Regions from separate parts of the Triticum aestivum genome. Here region 2 is linked to region 1. The links are chromatin contacts, called in public Hi-C maps. All regions are on one chromosome and are shown on one strand. Each heading gives the region's core, a stretch centred on a gene start, on an enhancer-like site or on the middle of the called end of the contact. The rest is flanking DNA. Distances are from core to core; before and after follow the strand shown.

The links. Hi-C and Micro-C count contacts between places; a contact is called where the count stands out from the background.
Region 2: a contact with region 1 is called in a Hi-C map of leaf, with 2.9 times the contacts expected there. The contact joins the promoter of LOC123068901 here to the enhancer-like site in region 1. A contact is called at or near these places in 1 of 5 Hi-C or Micro-C datasets (leaf) and 1 of 1 datasets of contacts at active chromatin or transcription factors (leaf).

Annotation. Positions count from the first base shown.
Region 1 is chr3B:113,444,593-113,447,670 of IWGSC CS RefSeq v2.1, reverse strand. No RefSeq gene overlaps it. Among protein-coding and RNA genes, the nearest start is that of LOC123068901, 94 kb to the left of the region's middle. Within about 2 kb of position 1,495, at least 7 of the 8 cell types and tissues checked have an H3K27ac peak or open chromatin away from gene starts, as enhancers often do. A contact at or near this core is called in leaf, where this site is marked.
Region 2 is chr3B:113,538,517-113,541,594 of IWGSC CS RefSeq v2.1, reverse strand. It overlaps LOC123068901 (zinc finger CCCH domain-containing protein 2), which reads right to left and starts at 1,549. Exons shown (of 1, transcript XM_044491592.1): 1 at 1-1,549. The coding sequence starts at 1,434. The coding sequence ends at 271.

The DNA.
Region 1 (3,078 bases), core at 246-2,745:
CCTATCGGGACAGCGCCCGCAAGCGCCAAACTTTCGGGCGGGAAACCATGCGCCACATGTAGGCACCGCTGCAATCATCGATACCGCGGCCACACCCGCGTATGTGCCGCCACGCAGATACCGCGATCTTCGAAAGATTAGGAGCCAACAGATTAGACTGGTCATAGCGGGAGTAACATAGGTAGTAACATAGATGCCACGTAAGCAAAAATGATGATGTGGCAAGTAGTTAATGAGGAGAGAGGCAAATAGAGTAACATAATATGTTACCATCACATAGCGGTTTCCAATGCATAATGAGTCTACAAAGTAATAAATGAAGGCAACTATGTTACCACACCTATGACACTACCCACTATGAAGGTAGTAACATAGACTAGTAACATATGTATGTTACTAGTCTAAGTTACTCCCCGCTATGACCAGCCTTAGGCAAGTCGTCGGCTTAACCATCTCCCGATTTTTCTCCCAGGTTTGGAATCCTCGTATTGATAATGACATGCTAAGCTAATTGATCTTCTACCGTAATAAATAGGCATGCCAATTGAGTTACGGAATTGCAGGAGCAGGAGTACACCACACTTTACGCTTTACGGGTGGAGTAGCTGATAGCTGTGATGTTTGTTTGGACACGCGTGGGGGAACGGAACCAAAACCGCCCGCCGACCGGCCGCGGAGCCGTGCGCCGTACTGCCAGCCGATCACGGCTGCGGCTGGCCGGACACGACGCGCTCCTCCCGCCAAAACGGACGCAACAGACCGCATTGATGGTCGTGAGCAAAGCAAGACGTCGTGTAACGACAAGGCCCGGATCGAACGCCACATACAAACCCTAGTCTAGTGCATGGAGAAACGAGACGGAACGGGACAAAGAGAGGCAGCCGCACGGCGCGAAGGCTCCGGAGCAGCCAGGCGTGGTGTAACGAAGACGACGCCAGTGAGCAAAACACGGAGGCTGGAGAACGGCGAGCAAAACACGGAGGCGGCTGGAGAACGGCGAAGCTCCTGACCGGACCTGAAAGACCAATCAAGGATCCAATGGTCGAAAACGAACGTGCACGCATGCATGCGCAGCCGGACCACCAGCAGGATGGCCGTGCATGCCACCTTCTTATCCTCATTTACAGTGCCCGTAACCGGGCGGAACAGATCTGCCGCAGACCGCCTGCGCCTGCGCCATGATGGAGATCTAATCTGAGCAGCAGGCGGGAAGGGGATAGAGGAGAGAGGCGAGGAAGAAAGGGATCGATCGACGCGAGGTAGGGGGGGAGGGCAGCGCGAGGCGTACGACGTCGCTCCACGCGGCGCGGCTCATCACGAGAAGTGGCGCGCGGGGGTACGGCCGGGCCCCGCTCTGGAACCACTCCCCCGAGGCCCGACACGGCGGCTGACGTGTTCTCTCCTCCCGGCGCCACTGCCCGCGTACAGACCGTGCCACTGTTGCACCTAGTGGTGCACGTCTCTTCGCCAGCCTAATCTCCCTGTCGTCTTATTTGCTTTGGCCTCTACTGTTTAGGATCATCTGGCCTCGTTTTACTCGGTTCATTGCATGGTGCATGCCAGCAGCCACCGCTCGTTCCAGGCCATCTCGAACTGAAATGTCTCCCCGTCCCCGGTCGCTCTCGGTGCGCTGCTCTGTGGCAGCCCGCCGCGTGTTTCAAGGGATAGTGCTCATCTCTTTCTGTAGCGATGCACGAGGTTCACGCCTTTGGAATTGACAGAACCGACACTGTGCGGTTCCGTCAGAGTCGGTAACACAGACGCACCGTGCTGCCATAAATCGGACAACCCGAGATGACTGTGGATAGCTGGGGCGCAGCAGCGCCAACATTAAGACCGGGGCCATGTTCATCTCTAAAATTCGGTGCGCCACTAACTAAGCTCGCGGATCGAGTCCACAGCGTTTCACATGCATCCTGACTAGTACTCCGTCGGTGCACTTCATCCTGCTCCCCGTACGTCTAAGCTAACTCCCATGCTTTATCACCTCTCTGTATTTTAGAGTTAAGAAAAGCTGCGTCAAAACACGACCGACACCGTCGGCTTGTAGTATATTTGCGTTAATTTCCTTCTACATAATGAACGCGAAACAGGTGCGTGCAAAATTTCAAACTCATAAGCATGAAACAAAGACACACTTTTTACAAGACAAGATTTAAAAGGCATAGCTAATTTGCCATTCGTACGTGGTACACGATCGCCACCATGCATGCTACGCGAAGGCTGGAGATGAGCTTGAACATTATGCACTTTTGATGGATCATGGATGGTCAGGGGGGATGGCAATGGCATGCGATCTGCCTAGAACACGCGAACAACTTGCCTAGCGGCCTAGCCGATAGAGGCTTCGCCAAGCACCTAGCTTTGGCTTAATTAGCAGTGACGTAGTATCCAGCAACAGCAAGCAAGGCACCTTTGCTTGGCTGGCTGGCTGGCTGGCTTTGCTCCCTACCTAGAGCCAGTCCCCTCATTCCCTGGCTACGCTCTAGCCAGCCCTTTTCATGCCGACCCGTTCGTTCTGAGCTCCACTTCCCTCCCTCCCCTTTGCATCTTGTCTCTCTTTTCCAATCTTTATCCCTGCATGCACCCACAGGTGTGACCGTGGCCGATCTGCAGCACGGCTTGATACACAAGGCTGGCCGGTGACAGTACAGAAGCGGTACTGCTGGTGACGCACACATGCATGCATACAGGCGCGCGGTTGCTTGCGCGGAGCTACGTTTCTGAAAAAATTCCGTCCTCATTGCACACATGCCCGGTTCTCCTTTGCTTCACGGATGTGTACGAGCAAGCGATCGGTGCATGCCGCGCCACCTTTCCTTTGCCTCTGGTTATGCGAATTCTCCTTTTTTTTTTGCTTTCTCCTGAGCCAAGTAACGACAGTACTGTTAGTCTGTTACTGTTACCACAACAGGACATGGCCGTGCTAGCACGTACTACGATGGTACCGCGCGAGTACGCACGGTTGTTTTTTCACGTGCAGCGGCGCACGGCGCGTGCATGCACGAGCACGATGGCTCTGCCGACCCGTCTAGTCCGTCGTCTGGATAAGCGCGCCTCCGTGTTCGCGTACCCCGG
Region 2 (3,078 bases), core at 300-2,799, 94 kb before region 1:
TTGGTAATAATTTTTTTGGGTAACTTCCTACTTCCTCAAGAACCCCAAAACAAATCCACCCATCCATCTTCATCTTGCCTCCCTTCCGCCAACCAACCGGGAATATTCACACGGGAGATAGATAGCAGCTATGTACAGGAATTTGCAGCAACTGGAAATAGCAAAAGAAACTGAGGATATTTTTTGGGGGGGCCATTTTTCTTCTTCTTACCGCCGCCTCCGCCGTGCCATCTTCTTGCTACCTCAACGAAATAAACTTCCGAGAACGGCTCAGTTGATGAGGTCGGAGACCCAGCCGACGTCGGGGCCTCCTGCTCCGGCACCGACCTCGCAGCTGCGCGGTGCGGCGCCGTCTCGGCTCAGCCGCTCGAACACCTTCTCGCGGAGGGCCCTCCCGGACTCCACCCTCTGGACAGGCTCCTCGTCGTCGAGGAAGCGGAGGTTCAGTGGCTCCAGGTTGGGCATGAAGCTGGAGGCGCCAGTCTGTGCGCCCATGGGGGTGGTGGGGAGACTGTAGAGGCCGGCGGCCTTGGGCGAGCCGTAGGCGGCAGGTGAGGTGGGGTAGCCGGACCACCCACCGGACGGCGACGCCTGCGCCTTGGCGAGGCGCAGCTGGCGGAGCGAGGCGAGGACGTCATTGACAGGCGACCCAACGCCGGGCCAAGAGCCGCAAGAGCCGCGGCGGAAGGAGGCGGCCCCGTCGGGGGACAATGGCGGCGACTCGGACGGGGGCGACTTGGGCGGCGAGGAGAGCAGGGTGCTGGTGGGCGAGGAGGACATGATGCTCTTGCTGAGGTAGCTCTCGAACGCCTGGCGACGGAGCGGCGAGCCGTCGTAGGACTCTGCGAGCGGCGACAGGGGCGTGCTCCTGGGGCTGGAGTGCTGGGACGGCATGGCGCGGAGCTGGTCCGGGGTGTGGGCGAAGAAGCAGACGCGGCGGCGGCAGGCGGTGCCGTCCTTGCAGGGCTGCGTGCGGTAGCGCGCCGGGTGGAGCCAGCACTCGAAGACGCCGTGCGCGTACTCGCAGGCGTCCCCGCGCTTGCAGCCGCCCTTGCGGAAGTCCGGGCAGGCGGTGCCGGAGTAGTGGTACTTGCGCGGGTCGCGGCGGCGCGCCTTCTCCCCCGGGTGCGCGAAGGGGCACTCGGTCCAGTCGTGGCTGCGGCCGCGCGCGCACCGGCGCACCTTGAAGTCGTACATGCGGAACTCGTCGCAGGCGTAGGCGTCCACCGCGGCCGCCACGGCCGCCGCCTCGTCCTCGTCCTCGGCGCCCGCGCCCGCGCCGCCGAGCACGTCGTTGCACGGCAGGTACTGGCGCAGCGCCGCGAACAGGAACGGCGTCTCGTCGCCGCCTCCGCCGCCGCCGGCGTCGACGCCGCTCACCGGGAGGTGGTTGCCCCACGGCGGCACGCTCACTCCCTCGCTCATCATCATCATGGCTGTCTGCTCGCCGCTCTGCTTGCTCTGCTCTATGGGAAGAAGAGATCTGCTAGTGGAGGACTGAGGCTGAGGCCTGTGGGTGGGTGTGGGACGGATTGTGGAGAAGAACACCAAGCGGCGCGCGCTTATAAACACCCAGGCCACGGCCGGAGTAACAACGCGGTCGTACAAACTAACTGACGCCGTTTGCGGGCAGCCACTCCGAGCACCTCACTGACACGGCGTCCCACCATAACCCCATGACCCACCGTCAGCGAGAGGGGATGACGGGAGGCGGGGATAAAGGCGCGGTACGGAGCGTTACACGCGGCGGGCGGGGAGGCAGGGTGTCAGGCATGCGGGAGGCGAGGTGTCTCGAGGGGGCGTTGGGTCGGGGACACGTCGTGGCGTGGGGAGGGCAGGGGATCGATCCCTACGATCTTTACTTTTGCCCTACGTGTATAGATTGGGGATTTGGGGGTTTGGGGTCCGGTCCGTCGTCTCGTCCGTCGGGTGGAAGGGAGGGAAGATTTTTTTTTTTTTTAAGTAGGGAGGGAAGATATTCGTTCGTGTAGTTTCTGGAAACCTGGGGTAGGGACTGGTGTGGTGGCGCGGCTTGGACAGATGCGTGCATGCAGATGGGTGGTGTTTTTTTTTTCTTTCCCCAGGCGCGTATGTGTACCGCCCTCGCATGTGCTTGTCACCTGTTTGGCTGCATCCGAGTTTAGAATTATCCTGCCTTTCCACTTAGCGTAAGAGGAACTATACTTATATGTGTATTTCTGTGAGCTGCTAGGATTACAAGTGTGGGGAGGAATTTGTTTGGCTGTCAACGTCCGTAAATTCCCTAGTAACTGTACTTGTCGAAAACGGGCATAATCCATAGAGTGTTCTACTGGGTGTGATTTCCCAGGGTTTTTCATGAGTCGTAAATGTATTAATTAAAAATAGAACTAGATATATCAGAAATATCGCAAGGGAACAGAACTAGATATTTGTGTGAGCTGCGAGGATCAGAAGTAGGGGGAAAGTTTCTATGTTGTCGACGTCTATGTAATCCTTAATAATTGAATTGTACGTTAGAAACTTAACCTTAGTTTTGTCTTCTTGTGTTCGTGTCCTATGGTCTGTATATTTCAACTGTGTTAAACATTCCGCAGATTTGGTTGCCTGTTTGATGATCTGGCCTACCATTGGATTATAGTTGGGCCTAGGCCCATATAAGACAATAATCTCTGATTAATCTTTTTTTACGGGAAGAACTTTCAATCTATTAATCTTCAATCATGGTAGTACAACGAACACTGAAAATAATAAAAAATTACATCCAGATCCATAGACCACCTAGCGACGACTACAAGTACTGAAGCGAGCCGAAGGTGCGCCGCTGTCATCGCCCCTTCCTCGCCGGAGCCGGGCAAACGTTGTTGTAGTAGATAGTCGGGAAGTCGTCGTGCTAAGGCTCCATAGAACCAACGCACCAGAACAGCAATCGCCGCAGATGAAGAGTGTAGATCAAAAGGATCCAGCCTGAGGACACACAAACGAACGCGAACGACGAACAGATCCGAGCAAATTCACCAAAGACAGATCCGCCGGAGACACAGCGCCACACGTCCACTGAGGGAGTCCTGGATTAGGGGGTGTCCGGATGGCCGGACT